Regions from separate parts of the Mus musculus genome. Here region 1 is linked to region 2. A link is a contact called in public Hi-C data. All regions are on one chromosome and are shown on one strand. Each heading gives the region's core, a stretch centred on a gene start, on an enhancer-like site or on the middle of the called end of the contact. The rest is flanking DNA. Distances are from core to core; before and after follow the strand shown.

Evidence for each region. Hi-C and Micro-C count contacts between places; a contact is called where the count stands out from the background.
Region 1: a Hi-C map of cerebral cortex shows a contact between it and region 2, with 1.8 times the contacts expected there. The contact joins two enhancer-like sites. A contact is called at or near these places in 1 of 39 promoter capture datasets (hippocampal neurons) and 4 of 484 Hi-C or Micro-C datasets (cerebral cortex, cortical neurons and embryonic fibroblasts).

Annotation. Positions count from the first base shown.
Region 1 is chr13:10,652,226-10,657,536 of GRCm38.p6, reverse strand. Gm26861 (a long non-coding RNA gene) reads right to left here. Exons shown (of 7, transcript XR_001780860.2): 5 at 4,883-4,946; 6 at 2,546-2,656. Among named protein-coding and RNA genes, the nearest start is that of Gm40666, 20 kb to the left of the region's middle. Within about 2 kb of position 3,921, at least 41 of the 459 cell types and tissues checked have an H3K27ac peak or open chromatin away from gene starts, as enhancers often do. A contact at or near this core is called in cerebral cortex, where this site is marked.
Region 2 is chr13:9,888,891-9,893,913 of GRCm38.p6, reverse strand. The region is part of intron 4 of Chrm3 (cholinergic receptor, muscarinic 3, cardiac); the gene reads left to right. Among named protein-coding and RNA genes, the nearest start is that of Gm40665, 95 kb to the right of the region's middle. Within about 2 kb of position 3,258, at least 21 of the 459 cell types and tissues checked have an H3K27ac peak or open chromatin away from gene starts, as enhancers often do. A contact at or near this core is called in cerebral cortex, where this site is marked.

The DNA.
Region 1 (5,311 bases), core at 2,672-5,171, 760 kb before region 2:
CCTTAAGTCACTGGGTATGAGACTGAGACAAACTGTAACAAAGTAAATAAATGTATATGGTCATATCCTACTTGTTAGATGGTACTTGTTACACAGCAATAGATGAATAACATACATTTTGCTGCCTAGAAGAATACTTTTGAACAGTTTCAGAAAGTATGGAAGTGTCACCAGAGCATGTACAGTCAGAGGCTAGAAAGATGTGAAATATAATAATACAAAATGTGTAAGTCACCTCCATAAGGATCTGGATAGCAGTCTGAACTTAGAAAATACTGGTAATGAAGTCTCAAAAGGAATAAGAATATTCTCCAAAATCAGGGGGACAGAGTCTTCTCAAGTGGCACAAAGCTGAGGAAAATTTACATGTCAATAACACTAATCATGAAAAATTACCCAATAAACTATTCAAGCAAACTGCTAAGGGTGTCCCTGGTTTCTTCTCGCCTCTTATATGCAAGAGACAATAAACTGGGGGATTGATTAGTTTAAAAAAAAAAACTACAGGGAATGATCATCATGAGCTAACTAAGCCTCTTTGTTTAGGCAAAGAAAAAATTTAAAAGTACTTTCTAGGAGTGACCAGGAAAAAAAAATGGGTTATAGGGCCTTCGTTAGTGATAACAGAGTGAGTGTAGATAGACGTACACAAATTTCTGAAAAAGCTCAGGCAGATAAGGCATTTGAATATTCTGCTGCAAATCCCATCATTTCAAGCAACTCAGGGTATGCTGAAGGAACCCTTCAGTGAAGCACAAGTCATGGTGAGAGCTGTATGGCATAGTCCCTAAACCTTGTCAGCAGAACCCAAAGTAGAAAGGCTTCTCCAGATCCATGGAGTAAGTCTTTTCAAATCTGCAAGGAAATTACAGCACTAAAGTATTGGTAAAATAGGTTGAAAGAAAAACTAGTCAGAACAGGAGTACACAAGATCTAGTTCTCAGGTAGGTTTCTCCTTGCATAACACAAACTGAGAATATTGTGGAGAAATAAGGTCAACAAAAGCACCTAGAGGCTAAAGCCAGGACCACCAAAGCCGTGCCCTGTCCTGGAAACAGAATCAAGGACCATTCAATATTTGCTTAGCTCAGTTTCAAAATTATTATGGTTGCTGTCTCACCAACCTTCTCCACATTCTGGAAACTGTAATGTCATTATCCTGTGGCACACTGGCTTGGTAGAGAACACTTGTTTCCCTCGTGTCCCAGGTCTATAGATACAGAGATGTGTCCCAGCTAACTTCCTCCATCAAGTGAACTCATCCCCACTTGAGCCTACCTTGAAGGCAAGATCTTGGATTTAGATTAAATTGTAAAATTATCTTGTATTCTCAAGGAACAGGGTGTTTTTGTGCACTCAGAAGACTATCTGGGGGTCTGAGCACAGACCTTGTTAGATAGTCTCTATGATGTTCCCTCCTGATATTAATGAAATAAAGTAAAACCATTCTTTACACAACTGGCTTCTAACCAGAATATTTTGGAGTTGAGTGAGTGCAACTTCTCTATTATTTATGATTCTGTCTTGCCATTTTGGCCCTTTCTGTCTTCCCCTTTAGCACCTCTAATGGTTTTCTTGGAGGTTTATGAGACAAGAAAATGAAATGGACTCAAGAAAACTGTCAGTGCAAAAAATGAAAATTTTCATTGAAAAGATGAAATTCTACCAATAAACATGAGTGTCTGGAAAGCAGATCCTTCACTTTTCAGTCATTTAGATTGACGCCTATAACTGTATTAGTAGTCAATACCATCCACAACCTTTTGAAAGACCCTCAATGAGAGAACACAAGTACACCACACCTAAGCTCATGACACACGCTGTGAGTTAACTAGCACAGACGTGTTTATGCCTCCAACACAATGATAATTTCTACAAGGCAATAGTTAAGAAACATACCTTTCATACATAGCCATGTGTTTTACTATGTGGCAGACATTAATACAGATAAAATACCTTCAACAGCAAGTAGACACCCTCACTTTTTGAGTAGTCTTACTTTGTTTTGTATCTCTTTGGTGATTTTTAGAATTTTTCTAGGTTTTGTACATTACTAGAAATATTATCTTTCATGAGGTAAATTATTTCCAATAATTTAAGATCTTACGCAGAGTACTTTCATAAAATACTTGCCCCATAAGTTCATTCCAATTACGTAAATTAGAAAGCTTGAGAGCTCAGATATGAACCCCAAATGAGAAAGCAATCAAAGCAAGGTCACACTTTGGTCCAATTACTTTAGGGTTGTTGTTGAAGAGGCAAGAAAGAAAATATGTGCCTATCCCTGTCTAGGTTTTTGTGTCACATACAAATTCATGGATATATTGGGTACCTAGGGGATGTTAAATGTATTCTCTGAGCTTTGTCCCTTCAGCCAGGATTCTCTGTAACTCCAACTTCAGCCAGGACTCTCTGTGACCCTCCCTTCAGCCAGGACTCTCTGTGACAGCATTTTAAATTCATGATTATTGAGTTAGCATCCACAGTGAAACCCCAAATCAGAGATGAAGCACTATACCATAATATATTTTCTTATTATACATACAAGGATGAAAGGGTCTCCTGTTAAGCTTTGAAGGTGTCTTCTCAAAGTATGTGGCAGAAACTTGCACAATGGCAGGTTGGGCAGGTGCCACTGTTGAGATCTGGCTGGGTCCTGCAAGAGTGGAGAAGATGAAGAAATGAATTCTGTGAATACTCTCTCCCCTTTCTTCCCTCCTTCATTCCCTCCATTCCTTCCTCTTTCCATGTCTCTCCACCTCATATTTTCCTTCCATCTTCTACAATAGTATTATATAACAAGAATAACCTCACTAAAAACTAGTCCCCTGATCATGGACCTCCCAAACTCAATAACCATGAGCTATTAAAAGTCTGATTATCCTAAATTACCCAGTTGAGGTTATTCTATGAAATCAGCAGAAACATATTCAAATGGCTTCCTGCCATGATTATTTATTTCAATGTCTATATTTTTTTAAAGGTAGTATACTCCCTTGAATACAACTTTCCCTGGGACATCAATGGCAAACTGGGAAAATTTTCTTTGGATACTTCCAAGGGTATGAGTTGTGTGTGTTTATGTGTTTGTGTGTGTGTGTGTGTTTGTGTGTGTGTGTGTGTGTGTGAGAGAGAGAGAGAGAGAGAGAGAGAGAGAGAGAGAGAGAGCTAAAAGAGTCCTTCAACTCCAAGAACATGTCAGTGTGATTAATGTTATAATAGATATAAGCACCAGGAGGCTGATGGAGGAAGAAGCGGCCCCCCTGTGAGCCTGTGGGATGAGGACATGGGCAGTTTTCCAGAAGAACAGTTCGCCAGCCAGCTCATGTTTCCCTTCTCCTTCCATGGCTAATGCAATTTCACCTCTGACTTTAACATTCTGTTTGGGATTTTATTCTTACCTCTTCTCTCATGCTTTGCTTTATTTTCTGCCCAATAATCCTCTTTTCAACAACACAGCCAGCTCTTGTTGGCTTAGCTATCAGATTAAGCTGATGGCAAATCCTAAAAACCCTAGCCATCTCTGCTGTATCCTGAGGAGGTTGGAGATGTTAGTCCATGAAACGTAGCTGGAGCAGGGCATTGGAGAGGAACAACAACAAAAAGGAGCTTAGGGAGCCAAAGGCTCAGAAAGAATGTCAGAACTGGCAGGGGAGGGTTTGCAGAGCATCCCGGGGGACACGCTCTCAGTGGACATGAACAGATGGTGGAAAAGAAAAATTATATATAGACACACACATATATTTAAAAGCTGTAGAGCATGGCCCATGGAGCTCGAGTAGGTTGACAATTAGCATACCATATTATCTATTATTTTTAGTTTGCAGATCCCTATTTATTTCTCTCAAGGAGTGCTCTTAGCATGCCACAGATTTTGAAATGAGGGACTCAGGGAAGGGTGGGTGAGATTAGGAGAGATCAGAGTGACTCAGTGGAAAATGAGCGCAGATGCTATGGCACAGTGCCATCCCATCTTCCTGGGCAGGCACACAGACTGGCTAATGAAATTGTCGGGGACTTTGCTGGGGCTCCAGAGCTCTTGGCTCCAGGGACTCCGTGGTGAGGCACATCCAAGCTTTTTTTCTCGCCTTCCACCTTACACATGACAGCATGTGCTCTGAGAGTCCTGGGGTTCGTGGACCCCTTCCTTAGTTTCTCAGCTTGAGCATACATTAATCTCAGGAACCTTTTTTTCTATGTTAAAAAAATAAAAAAGATTGAGCCTGGTTTAGCTGTTCCCTGAAAGGTTCTGCCAGAGCCTGACTAATACAAACGTGGATGCTCACATTTGGACTGAGCAAAGAGTCCCCAATGGAGGAGTTAGAAAAAGGACTGAAGGACCTGAAGGAGTTTACAACCCCATAGGAAGAACAACAATATCAACCAACCAGACCACCCCAGAGCTCCCAGGGACTAAACCACCAACCAAAGACTACACATGGAAGGACTCATGGCTCCAGCCGCATGTGTAGCAGAGGATTGCCTTATCTGGCACCAATGGGAAGGGAGGCTCTTGATCTTGTGGAGGCTCAATGTTCCAGCATAGAGGAATGCTAAGGAGGTGAGGCGGGAGTGGGTGGGTGGGTGGGAGACCACCCTCATAGAAGCAGGGCAGGGGGCATGATATAGAGGGTTTGCAGAGGGGAAAGTGGCAAGGGAGATAACATTTGAAATGTAAAGAAATAAAATAACCAATGAAAGACAGATAGATAGATAGATAGATAGATAGATAGATAGATAGATAGACAGATAGATAGACAGATAGATAGATAGACAGACAGATGCTAAAAAGTCCAAGAGGAGACAGAAGAAAAAAAAAAGAAAATGATTATTATTAAAAAGTGTGTTGTGTAAAATGAAAAACAAATATGAGGAATAATACCTTGAGTTATTCATGGCCCCAAATATCTTCTTCTTGTGTTTTGTTCAACACTGTAGGACATATACTGAAAGAGGAAAGGCAGAGCAATGTATTGGTGTGATGACACATGAACTCATAACTAGCTAATGGGAAGATGTGAAAATAAATCTACTGAAGAAAGATTGTGGGATTTCAGGGCCCCTTGGAAATTTCAGCTTATCCTCATAGCACTATGGTCATTTCTACTATCTGGACTAATCTAACCAAATCAAAATCATAGGAAGAGTAACAAATATGGAAAGTGCAAAACCTGTGTTGTCAATTCAGGATCCATGTTTATTTAAAGAATCTGTGAGAAAAGATCAGGAAGTAGACTGTTTTTATTTTTACTTCCTTTGGTAGTCTTCTTCCCGTTAGCTTAATCTCCCTCATTCTTTTTTTTTTTTTTTT
Region 2 (5,023 bases), core at 2,009-4,508:
ATTGTGTAGATGTACCACATTTTCTGTATCCATTCCTCTGTTGAGGGGCATCTAGGTTCTTTCCAGCTTCTGGCTATTATAAATAAGGCTGCTATGAACATAGTGGAGCATGTGTCCTTCTTACCAGTTGGGGCATCTTCTGGATATATGCCCAGGAGAGGTATTGCTGGATCCTCCGGTAGTACTATGTCCAGTTTTCTGAGGAACTGCCAGACTGATTTCCAGAGTGGTTGTACAAGCCTGCACTCCCACCAACAATGGAAGAGTATTCCTCTTTCTCCACATCCACGCCAGCATCTGCTGTCACCTGAATTTTTGATCTTAGCCATTCTGACTGGTGTGAGGTGGAATCTCAGGGTTGTTTTGATTTGCATTTCCCTGATGATTAAGGATGTTGAACATTTTTTCAGGTGCTTCTCTGCCATTCGGTATTCCTCAGGTGAGAATTCTTTGTTCAGTTCTGAGCCCCATTTTTTAATGGGGTTATTTGATTTTCTGAAGTCCACCTTCTTGAGTTCTTTATATATGTTGGATATTAGTCCCCTATCTGATTTAGGATAGGTAAAGATCCTTTCCCAATCTGTTGGTGGTCTTTTTGTCTTATTGACGGTGTCTTTTGCCTTGCAGAAACTTTGGAGTTTCATTAGGTCCCATTTGTCAATTCTTGATCTTACAGCACAAGCCATTGCTGTTCTGTTCAGGAATTTTTCCCCTGTGCCCATATCTTCAAGGCTTTTCCCCACTTTCTCCTCTATAAGTTTCAGTGTCTCTGGTTTTATGTGAAGTTCCTTGATCCACTTAGATTTGACCTTAGTACAAGGAGATAAGTATGGATCAATTCGCATTCTTCTACACGATAACAACCAGTTGTGCCAGCACCAATTGTTGAAAATGCTGTCTTTCTTCCACTGGATGGTTTTAGCTCCCTTGTCGAAGATCAAGTGACCATAGGTGTGTGGGTTCATTTCTGGGTCTTCAATTCTATTCCATTGGTCTACTTGTCTAACACAACAATCTAACAGCAACAATCCCTTCTTGATTCCTCTCTAACTTGTTGAGAGAAAGCTGTTACTGAAGATGTCCTCACTGACATTTCTAAATTCTCTCATCATTGTTTCTAAGTGACCAACCAAATTCTTTTAGAACTTTTAGCCTTGAAAGCAGCTCCCCTAATTTTTTTTACAATGTGTTATTAATATTTCAAGACACTGAAAGTTATGTGGTGGTGATATGTTTGAGGCAGCATCGGAGATGGGAATGGTTCGTGGTACCTGAAGCAGGGTCCAGGCCTTGACTTACTGTTTCTCTCATCATCAAGCCTTGATGTGACAAGAGAAGAAAAGTACTGAGCTGATGAATGTAGCACAAAACAAAATCTGGAGCCATGTTTGGCAGCAGAGGAAAGGTTGCTACCATTGGAAAACAGATATACCAGAGACCATATTTATTTGGGGTAGATTCCTTCTAGCCCTGGTGGATATGCCTTCCAATTTAAAATATCATACAGAAGAAAGAAATAGATGTTTCCATGGAGACAACTTCTCAGGACTCCTGCCTCATTATCATATCTGATTTAAGTATTTTCTGGAATCAGTTTGAATATCATCTATGCACCATTTTTCCTTCAGTAGCCATGGATTGTATAACATCTGGCCAGAGGTTTTCCTAAAAAAATCGTGTAATTGTAAGCAATCCCTTCAATTCCCACCCATCCACCCACGTATGCATTACTTACAGATTGATCATTGCATGAGAATTCAATTAGCATTTACCTTTAGGTCTCTAATTAAGAATTTTAAGCTGGCTGAATCTATCCTTTCTTTGGAAGTCAGAAAAGATACCTGCAGCTGGATGTGGAGCCATTTTTCACAACCATATGCTAATTATGTTCCAGGACACATGACTACTTTTGGCTTGAGTTACCTAGCAACCTCCCCAAAACACTCCCCTGACACAGGATTGTTTCTCAGTGACCTCTTCTTAATTATTCTTCATCATTGTTAGAAAATCTAACCACTTATGTTATTTACTTGACCTGATTTGTCTCTTTCTCCTCATTTAACAACTACTTGCATGATAGGGTTAGTTTACAATTGGGCCCCTTTAACTGGGGCTTTAACTGCCGTCTTACTAACAAAGAGAAATCACTCTCCTTTTTTATCTTACCTCTGTCTTGGTTAAATATGATTACCTAGTGGCATACAGTTGGAACCTGTGGGTTCGCAAACCATTTTAAAAGCTAATTAAGCCTTCAGCAACCTAATTCGTGGGAATTTGTTACAAATCCCTCACAGTATCAGAATACCCAGAATTCTGTTTGCATCTGTTTGTTGAGATGTTTTGGAAAGGAAATTTTATTACCTCTAGTTCATGAACTCAAACACTCTTAGTTTCTTAGTTATACACACAACTTAAAAAAAAAAAACTTTCAGTCTCTTAACAATAACTAGATCATGTAGATTAGTATTGGAACTTGGAAAAAGACTCAGTGTTCAAGTAATAAAGCTAAAACTTCAAGTACCCTCAAAATGCCCCTGAGAGAAAAGAGAGTGATGACATTTCATATTCATAATCTTGTGTGCATTTTCTTAACAGAACAGACAGCAAAATTACATAAGCTTCCGTCTCCAAAGTCTGTATCTACCCCTGGTGGGAATATTTTGAAATACAAATTTTATTTAAAAACCTTTTCTTGAAGAATCTGTGTTTCAGCTTGGCATGGGGGTATACACCTGCAGTATGAGTATTCAGGAGGTAGAGGAAGGGAGATAAAGAGGTCAAAACTACTCTTGGCTACATGGTAAGTTTGAGGTGCCTGTGCTACATGGCCAGGGATATGTGGAGAGAGAGAAAAGGAAAGGAGACTCTTCCTAGTTGAATAGAGTACTTGAGATGAGGTGCTGAGTGATCAGTCAGCAGAGACACACTGTGGGGCCAGTGCTCCTTTGTCAGTAGAATGATGCTAAAAAGCAGACAGAAAACAGCAGACTTCTGTAGCCTGCCATTGACCCTGACACATTCATTAATGTCTTTACCAAGAAGCTAGGTGATATACTAATGAGCTTCCCTAAACCTCAGTGGTTGCAAGCACCCAGGTTCACTGAGCTGTCAGGATCAAGGGAAGGTGGGCCACAATCTTAACACTGCTTCCTGTTAAAGCCAGCCTACAGAATTCTTTTCCATTCAGCCCTGAGTGCTACCAACGGCTTGTGCAGAATGATTCAACCAGGCTCGCTCAGCGGTCCAGAACAGCAGGGCCTTTGTCATAGCCACAGTGAAGTGCTAGCTGTAAGGAGGTCCACTCCTTCAGTGTTCCAAAGGGTTAGGGTTTTATCCCGTTGGTCCTGGGTGATCACTACTAGGCTGGGATGAGCCAGGTTTGTACTGGTGCCCCCAACAGGGGCATGAGCAGTTTTAAACTGCAGACTAGCCAGCGATCTGGGTGCAAGGTGGTGGTGCCAGGAATGAAAGGAAAAGTAATGCTTGCTTCCAGGAGCTTAAACTCAAGTGTGAACAGGAGGAGAAACTGACACGAACCGTGCACAGTAAATGCATGTGTGGAGATAGTATGAGGTTAGTCTATACAATTGTATGTGTTTATAATTACAATTTTTAAAGTAAGAATTGAAGGAATTCGAAGGATTAGCTTTGGGTTCTCTTACTACACCTTTCCTGGTTTGAAGAGCCATATCAGCCTTGAGTTGGAGCTGGCAGTGTACCAGGATGAAAGCAATCACTGGGTTAATGACTACAAGAGGACCTCATGACCCTGTGGCTGAAGATATGTAAAGGGATGGAGAGGTTTTGAGTTTTGTTTATCTTTAAGCATTCTTTCATACTTTTATACATGAAGACAATGTGTTTAGATCATATAAACCCTGTGCAACTACTCCCAACTCCTCACAGACCTCTCCCCATCCCCTGCTCAGTCTTCTGTCTCTCCTCCTCCTCCTCCTCCTCCTCCTCCTCCTCCTTCTCCTCCTCCTCCCCCTTCTCCTCCTCCTCCTCCTTCTCCTCCTCCTCCTCCTCCTCCTCCTCCTCTTCCTCCTCCTCCTCCTTCTCCTCCTCCTCCTCCTCCTTCTCCTCCTCCTCCTCCTTCTCCTCCTCCTCCTCCTCCTCCTCCTCCTTCTCCTCCTCCTTCTCCTCCTCTTCCTCTTCCTCCTCCTCCTCTTCCTCCTCTTCTTCCTCCTCCTCCTCCTCCTCCTCCTCCTCCTCCTCCTCCTCTTACCTCTCTTCCTTCTTTTCATACTGCCCAAATGCACACAGGTATGGGTGTCACCCACTAGAGCATGGGCAATCTACTATGGACCACTAGACTGAGGAAAACCGCCTTTCCCTCCTCCCTTCACCCCGCAGCCATCAATTGCCCACAGGGACCAAGAGGGATTTGGGGTTGGATGGAGATCTCAGCTAAGGGTGGATCTCCTTAGCTCACACCCAGAGAGGGATTATCGTAAAGTATCGGAGTCTGACGCTCACAGTCTACATCTAACAACTACCACTTAACCACTCAGAGGTGTCTTGGACAAGCTGCTCCTTAGCTTCTCTGAGCCTTTGTTTCCTCATACAGAAAATATTCTAGTGACCTAAAGCTTTAGTCTAAATAATATAGGTGATATATAGATGAGTGGTATGTGGAAGCACTCATTATAGGGTGGGTAATATCAATAATTACAGCTGGGTGATGTTTTACAACAAGGGATGTAACAAGGCGATGGCCCGTGATGGTGCTTTATCTTATCTCAAATGCAATAAGATGCATTGAATCTGACATCATGAAGACTTTGACATTTTAATTTACAAGTTATCAATTGCAAAAAATAAAATTCAATTTCTTCATAGAAGATTTGCCACTCTCCTGCAGTGTATCAATTGTATCACTATCTGATGCATGCTACCCTCATTAAGACATAGTCTGTGGGGGCTAAAAGGATTCATAGTTGGTAAGAGCACTCGCTGCACATTTATGAGGACCTGAGTTCAGCTCCCTGTCACCCATGTAAAAAACAGGCCAGACTGGACA